2 separate regions of the Mus musculus genome follow, and region 2 is linked to region 1. Evidence: chromatin contacts called from public HiChIP or PLAC-seq data. All regions are on one chromosome and are shown on one strand. The core of a region is the stretch at or near the end of the contact, and the rest is flanking DNA. Distances in the headings are between cores, read along the strand shown. Region 1 has its middle 35 kb from the start of Camk2d. Region 2 overlaps Ank2 (ankyrin 2, brain).

The links. HiChIP or PLAC-seq counts read pairs in DNA pulled down with a chosen protein or histone mark.
Region 2: a contact with region 1 is called in a FOXA1 HiChIP or PLAC-seq map of pancreatic cancer cells. The contact joins two enhancer-like sites. A contact is called at or near these places in 2 of 15 datasets of contacts at CTCF or cohesin (large pre-B cells and pro-B cells), 14 of 484 Hi-C or Micro-C datasets (B cells, the C10 cell line, CD8 T cells and 11 more), 4 of 115 datasets of contacts at active chromatin or transcription factors (embryonic stem cells, epiblast stem cells, large pre-B cells and 1 more) and 1 of 9 other capture datasets (liver).

What each region holds. Positions count from the first base shown.
Region 1 is chr3:126,559,932-126,563,058 of GRCm38.p6, forward strand. No RefSeq gene overlaps it. Among named protein-coding and RNA genes, the nearest start is that of Camk2d, 35 kb to the right of the region's middle. Within about 2 kb of position 1,345, at least 12 of the 459 cell types and tissues checked have an H3K27ac peak or open chromatin away from gene starts, as enhancers often do. A contact at or near this core is called in muscle stem cells and pancreatic cancer cells, where this site is marked.
Region 2 is chr3:126,918,689-126,921,713 of GRCm38.p6, forward strand. Ank2 (ankyrin 2, brain) reads right to left here. Exons shown (of 48, transcript NM_001327938.1): 48 at 2,919-3,025. Among named protein-coding and RNA genes, the nearest start is that of Gm25501, 85 kb to the right of the region's middle. Within about 2 kb of position 1,768, at least 46 of the 459 cell types and tissues checked have an H3K27ac peak or open chromatin away from gene starts, as enhancers often do. A contact at or near this core is called in muscle stem cells and pancreatic cancer cells, where this site is marked.

The DNA of each region.
Region 1 (3,127 bases), core at 95-2,594:
TGAGATAAAGACACGTTACCTCTTTAGCAGACAATTATCCCTCCCATCTTCTTAGTGTATCCTCAGGAGAATTTGCTTTCCAGGGGATTGGCCTCATAGCCAGATGATCATCCTGGCCCAGACGCATTAACTCTTAAGAGAAGGGACAGTAATATGCAATGTTCTAATCTTTGGGTCAGATCAGAATGTCATTTGGGGGGCTGGAGAGATGGCTCAGCAGTTATGAGCACTGACTGCTTTTTCAGAGGTCCTGGGTTCAATTCTTAGCAACCACATTGTGGCTCACAACCATCTGTAATATAATCTGATGTCCTCTTCTAGTGTGTCTGAAAATATCTACAGAATATTCACATATATTAAATAAATCTTTTTAAAAATGTCATTTTTCTGCCTAGAAGTAGAATTCATATTTCATTCTTTGGACCAGAAAGAAGCAGTTCCCCTAGGCACCCAATAGGATCACTAAGCCCTAAAACCTTCACCTTTTTATTGTGGATGGGAGTTTGAGTCCAAAGCAAATCATGAAGGGACTTGTCCATCCCCAGTGGCCTCTGAACTTGCTGATGCCCATCGAACTTCTTAGCACAATGATGAAAAACTCTGTTCCTCCCAGTCATGAGAAATTAACATAAGATGTATTATCTTTTCTAACAAAGAGTTAAATAAGCCAAGAGAATCTCCAATGTTTTAAAGAGTCACCATTTGTTAAAATGCCCTCTTGGGTGAGCAGTTTCTATATTCAAAATATTGCTGAGTTTTTATCTCTTCATAGAAACTATACCATTCTATATTAACTCATGGTGCAAAAATGTTCAGGCTGAGCTCTGACCACTTAAGTGAGGCATAGGGCCCTTGCACTAGCTGTAACATCTTAGCCGATTTCCTGCTAGGTGTGCTTGCTTGCCTGAATTTTCACAGCTTCACTTTTCTACACAAGGAAAACTTCTTGCCTTGCAAGATTACTTCTGTGTGTGTGCTCATTTTTATGAGACCTCAGACCCATTTCCTCTCTGCCTCTCTCTGTAAGTGAAGACAAAGGGAAACCATTTAACTAGACCATTCTGTGGCTAGAAAAAAACAGTTTATTGGGAAACAAACTGCTTAGCCGTCACAGAGAGTAGAGAACAGCAGGCTTGCTTGTTTCATTGGGAAGTTAGTGGTAGCAGGAGAAGGCACATGGGCCAGAACAACCTGGTGGTTAGAATGGAGACTTTAATCTGTTGTGGGCTATTTGAGTTATTTGGGAGCTAGATGATTTTGCCTGAGGTAGTTGACCATGTAGGAAGTAGTGACTTTCCTGGTAAACAAAACCCATCTTGTGCGATCCCTGAGGCATGTCGAGGTTAATTTCCTGTTTAACTAATAACAATCTTTCTATTTACCCAGTCAGAGTCATACCTGGGTTAGGCCCAGGCTATAATCTTAGGACACTGGCAACAGCACTGGAATTTTGGGGGCCTGCTTTGGATCTAACACATCTAACACACATAATCTTCCCTGTCTTTCCATCCTATCTCAATATCACCATACATAATTACGTCTTATTTTCCTAGTTCCTTAATCTATTTTGTGTTGATAAAACAATGCTTCCGACTAGGTAGACCCAGGGAGGAGAAATTTCTTGATTGGGTCATACTTCTTGAGTCTAGTGTCTAGTTGGGGGCTTTCTGACTATTTGAGAGCTACCAAGCCTTTCTCTACGCTTGGTGAGCTTAACTTGGAGAGTTAGGGTGTTTATGGTCAGGGTCACCAAAGCCACCCAGAGACAGTGGTTTCCTACTCATTGTCTCAGACTCAAAAAGGAACAAGAAGTTATTGGAGGGATCATAACTTTATCTAGGGAACATGCAGAAGATTCCTGCCCAGTGTTCTTTGAGACGTACTGTGGGAACTAAATGGAGACTGAGGTCTGCTGTAGGAGTGTCTCTTTGTTTGTTATAATAGCATTTAGTATTGAACCCAGGGCCTTGTGCAAGTTTATCAAAGATTCTTCCGCTGAGCTGTGTCTGTGTTGGGACTGATTGGTTTTGAGTGCATCATGACTGACCCAGTAAACAGTCCACACAATGTATGCCTTTCTCCCTCAGTCTAACCTCCCACCAGAGTTACTCATCCATTTAGGAGAGTGGTCACATAGGCTATGTGACTAGCATACAATCCACTGTGGGCCCTGCCCTTGTCACCAAAAAAAGTGCTAACTGGTCTTCAGCACATAGTGGAAGGTGAAGGGGGAAATAGGTTGCAAGAAAGGTCTAACTGGCCCTTTTATAATGGTGTTAATCTCCACAGCGGGGCAGAATCCTTATAATGCAATAACTTCTTAAAGACCTCACTTCCTAATATGATTCCAATGGTAGAAAAGGTTCAGAGAGTGAAAAGGGACAGTCAAACTGTAATGCTTAACAAGATAATTTATTCGTTATATTTATTACTTCATTTAAATGTTCAGGTTGAAAAAGTCTAAAGAGACAATGTTTCCATTTTCCTTTAAGTTGCAAAAATTGGCATGTATATTTGGCCATCTTTACTCCATGGACAGAGCTTTATAAGTCTTGCTTGAATGAAAATAAGTGCTTTTCAAAGGTGGTGACTTTTTAGCGGACCTTAAAGAACATGCACCATCTGCCAAGAAAGGAATTGCTAGATAGAAAAATCACAAGAGTCAGAGGCCTGGAGGAGCACAGGCTTGGTTCAGTGCTGAGTGTCTATTTCAGAGCTAACGACACGTTGACTGGAACAAAGCTTAAAAGGAATAGCTTTCGTGCTGTTCGACTTGATTTTTTTACGGTCTGGAGAGCACTAGATGTTTTTCAAGAAGTCGGTAGCACGTTTCAAAGAAAAAAAATTGCTACTTATAAACAGGAAGAAAAGAGAAAAATAAAGATAACAGAAGGACAGAAGAGATCATTTTGGTGGTTTGAATAGAAATGCTCCCCCTCTGGGTCATCGTCTTAAATATGTGATTACCAGGGAGTGGCACAAATGTGTCACTGGGAATGGGATCTGAGGTTTCAAGAAGCCATTCCAAATCCAGAGTCTCTCTCTCTTTCTGCTGCTTGCAGATCCAGATGCAGAACTCTCAGCTACTTCTCCTCCATCATGTCTGCCTACATACCACCATGCTCCC
Region 2 (3,025 bases), core at 518-3,017, 360 kb after region 1:
GCTAGCTTCAGCTTCACCAAGAAAGCCTAAGCAAATAAAACAGAGGTCATTCCAAGATGATATGGGAGGTCAACCTCTGGCCTCCACACCCACGTGTACACACATGCATGCATACCCACACATGTGTATCAGCATACATGCAAGTACATATGCACAGCATGCACACAAAAATGCACACATGCACTCACGTGCACTCGAACACACATGTGGGTGCACCCACATACCCATCAACACAAGATCTCCACTATGGCCTAGATGAGACTGGACTCTTTAAGACACCCCAGGGAAAGGGGCGCAGGGCACACTTTAATCTGATAACTACAAGGACTATTGTGTGAATACCCACTCCCTGACAGCCTGCCCAGCAATTCCTCCCTGGGGCTCCTCTGCCAGGCATGTTGCTTAGAGTACAGCCCCTCAGGCAGGGACTTGGCAACTCTATCTAAATTCTGTAGTCAAGTTTCAGAGAGAAAAAAACATTAAAAAAAAATGAGTGTGGGTACAGCTTGAAAAAGGAATGGAAACAAGAGCTGTTATGCAGACCGATTGAGAAAGAACTCTTGGAGTCCCTCCCTGAACATCAGGCTGAGCGTGACAGTGGGGCAGTGATTCTGGCACGGGAAGTGGTTTGGCGTTCTAATCGAGAGCAATTGTATTAAGGTCTTTAACACTGGCTCTGAGCTTGCTCAATCCCAAGTGTGGACTGATAGCACGTGTGGATATGTATTAAAAAAGATTCTGCGGCACACTGGCTTCTGTGGTATCAGGTCATAGCTTGTAGCTTTTGTCTGCATCTGCAGGATGATGTCCATGTGGCAAGAACTGTTCTATCTTCCTGGTGAGGAAATTGTCTTCTAAAAACTAGCTTTCACAAAGGACAAAGGAGTTTGTGCTAACCCCGCTGAGTGGATTCCAACCCAGGTCTTACTCAAAACCACACATTTAACCATAAAACACCGCACATTTAACCTTCAAAACCACACATTTAACTATAAACAACACATTTAATTATTTTGTCATGTTGCCTCTAAAACTTTCAAGTAGTCTCTGAATTCAACATCCCACAGTGGCTGAATCTGTCACTCTATTGAATTAGTAGAAATATCACTGTTGATATATGGGTGTATGTACATGTGCACACACAGAACCACTATATCCTCAAGCACCTTTAGATTCTAAGTACACCTTAATATACTATTTGCTCCATTGTGTGGCACTAACAGAAAATGGCTGGGGCCTTTTAATATTTGAGAATGTCTGTGTATAAACAAGAATTTAATTTGTGTAAAAAACAAACAACGAACCTGGGAAATGGGTCTGTTTTTCTCTTAACTATTTAAAAGATGTTCTTAAATATCGTTTTTGCCCTGAGATGACGTTGTATTACCTATTTACTCATGTGGTACATTGCAAGACTGTCATTGGATTCTGGTGTGAGTAGATAGGACTCAGAAATAGCAGCTCACCCAAGGGAAAGAAAGTATTGTTTTTAAGTAGAGATGATGGATTCAGTTTTCACAAAGTTTTAATATGCTTTTTTAATGAAAGCAGGCAGATTATCTCGAGAGAATCTGCCACTCAAGAAAAATTAGCATTGATTTAGGTTTTCATTAAAAATTTGTTTAGTTTCTTTCCATCTGACCTATTCTCATGCCTGGCATTTGCCCATAACCAGGCTCTCCAAGCTGACATCAACTGAATGGCTCCCACGAGCAGTCTCATTTCCAATTGATGCTTAGCGTCTATGCATGTGTGTGAGTTTACACCTCTGTATGACTAATACAGACCATTTACAAGCTATCTATCATCTTCCCTTAGATTAGAGGCTCTCTCAGCCCCACTTCTAAATATATTTTTGTAAAAGGGCATATGAGTCACAAAAGCTTACTTTCAAAACTGGGTTTGCACGAAGCTAAGTATGAGAAGATACCATATTTTCATATTTTCTCTTGCTATTCAATGTTCTACATCCAGTGCCAGGCAAACCCAGAGTTGCAGTAAGTAGAAAACAGAGCCCAGTAAGCAAATGACAGGGACACATCTACTGCTACTTGGGGGTGGGAGGGCACAAACTTTAATATTCTGTTTTCTTTAGTGTTGTTATGGTGATCCCAGACCCAGAAGATCTTGTTAATGAACAAGAGACAATACAAATCTAGCTGGCCTATTGATGTTGCAGTAAGATTTAAATAAACTCACTCAGTTTTAAGCATTTCTTTTGCTTTCACTGTAGACATACAAGACAGACAGGGGACACACACATACACACACACACACACACACACACACACACACGGAGGGAGGGAGGGAGAGAGAGAGAGAGAGAGAGAGAGAGAGAGAGAGAGAGAGAGAGAGAGAATGATTGATAATGCGATTTTGTTGTTTTGCTTTTTAAAACCCAAACACTCCAAAGGATTACAATTTGAATATTCCTGCCTTGTCTTTGTATGAATATATTCCTTTAATTTCCTGTTCTCTGGCTGCAAAACAAAAAAGGAAATGCCAGGGTTTACTGCTGTCCCGAAAGTCTGTCTCATACTGCTGTCATTATACATAAATGGATCAAATTCCTGTGGCCTTGCCCTCTGTGTTACTGATCAGATTCCCCAGTTCCCTTCCCTCAACATCCTTAAAAGCTCCTACTTTTCATTTACTAGATAGCCTCAAAATTTAAAAAAATTCATTAAAAAATGTCTTGTTTTGCCCAGTTGAGTAACAGTAAGAATAAAAGTTCCTCAGGGCTGTGGTGAGCTAGTCCACATGCTACCGTTTGGCCTCTCAGAATATTATTAAATAAAATCACAAAGGAAAAACAAAGGTAATTCATGTGTTTCTGTTGGCTTCATGTTGACCTCATTTAACAACCTCTGATTCTCCTAAAATAGACTGGTCATAAAGAAGGACAAAACCACCACTGCAACACTTAACACTTATACATTTTATTTAGTTAAATCAGCCATTGTACAACATTGCAGCTATGTATTGTTAGTGTTGTATTGTTTTCCAATAACTAATACATGCCCTC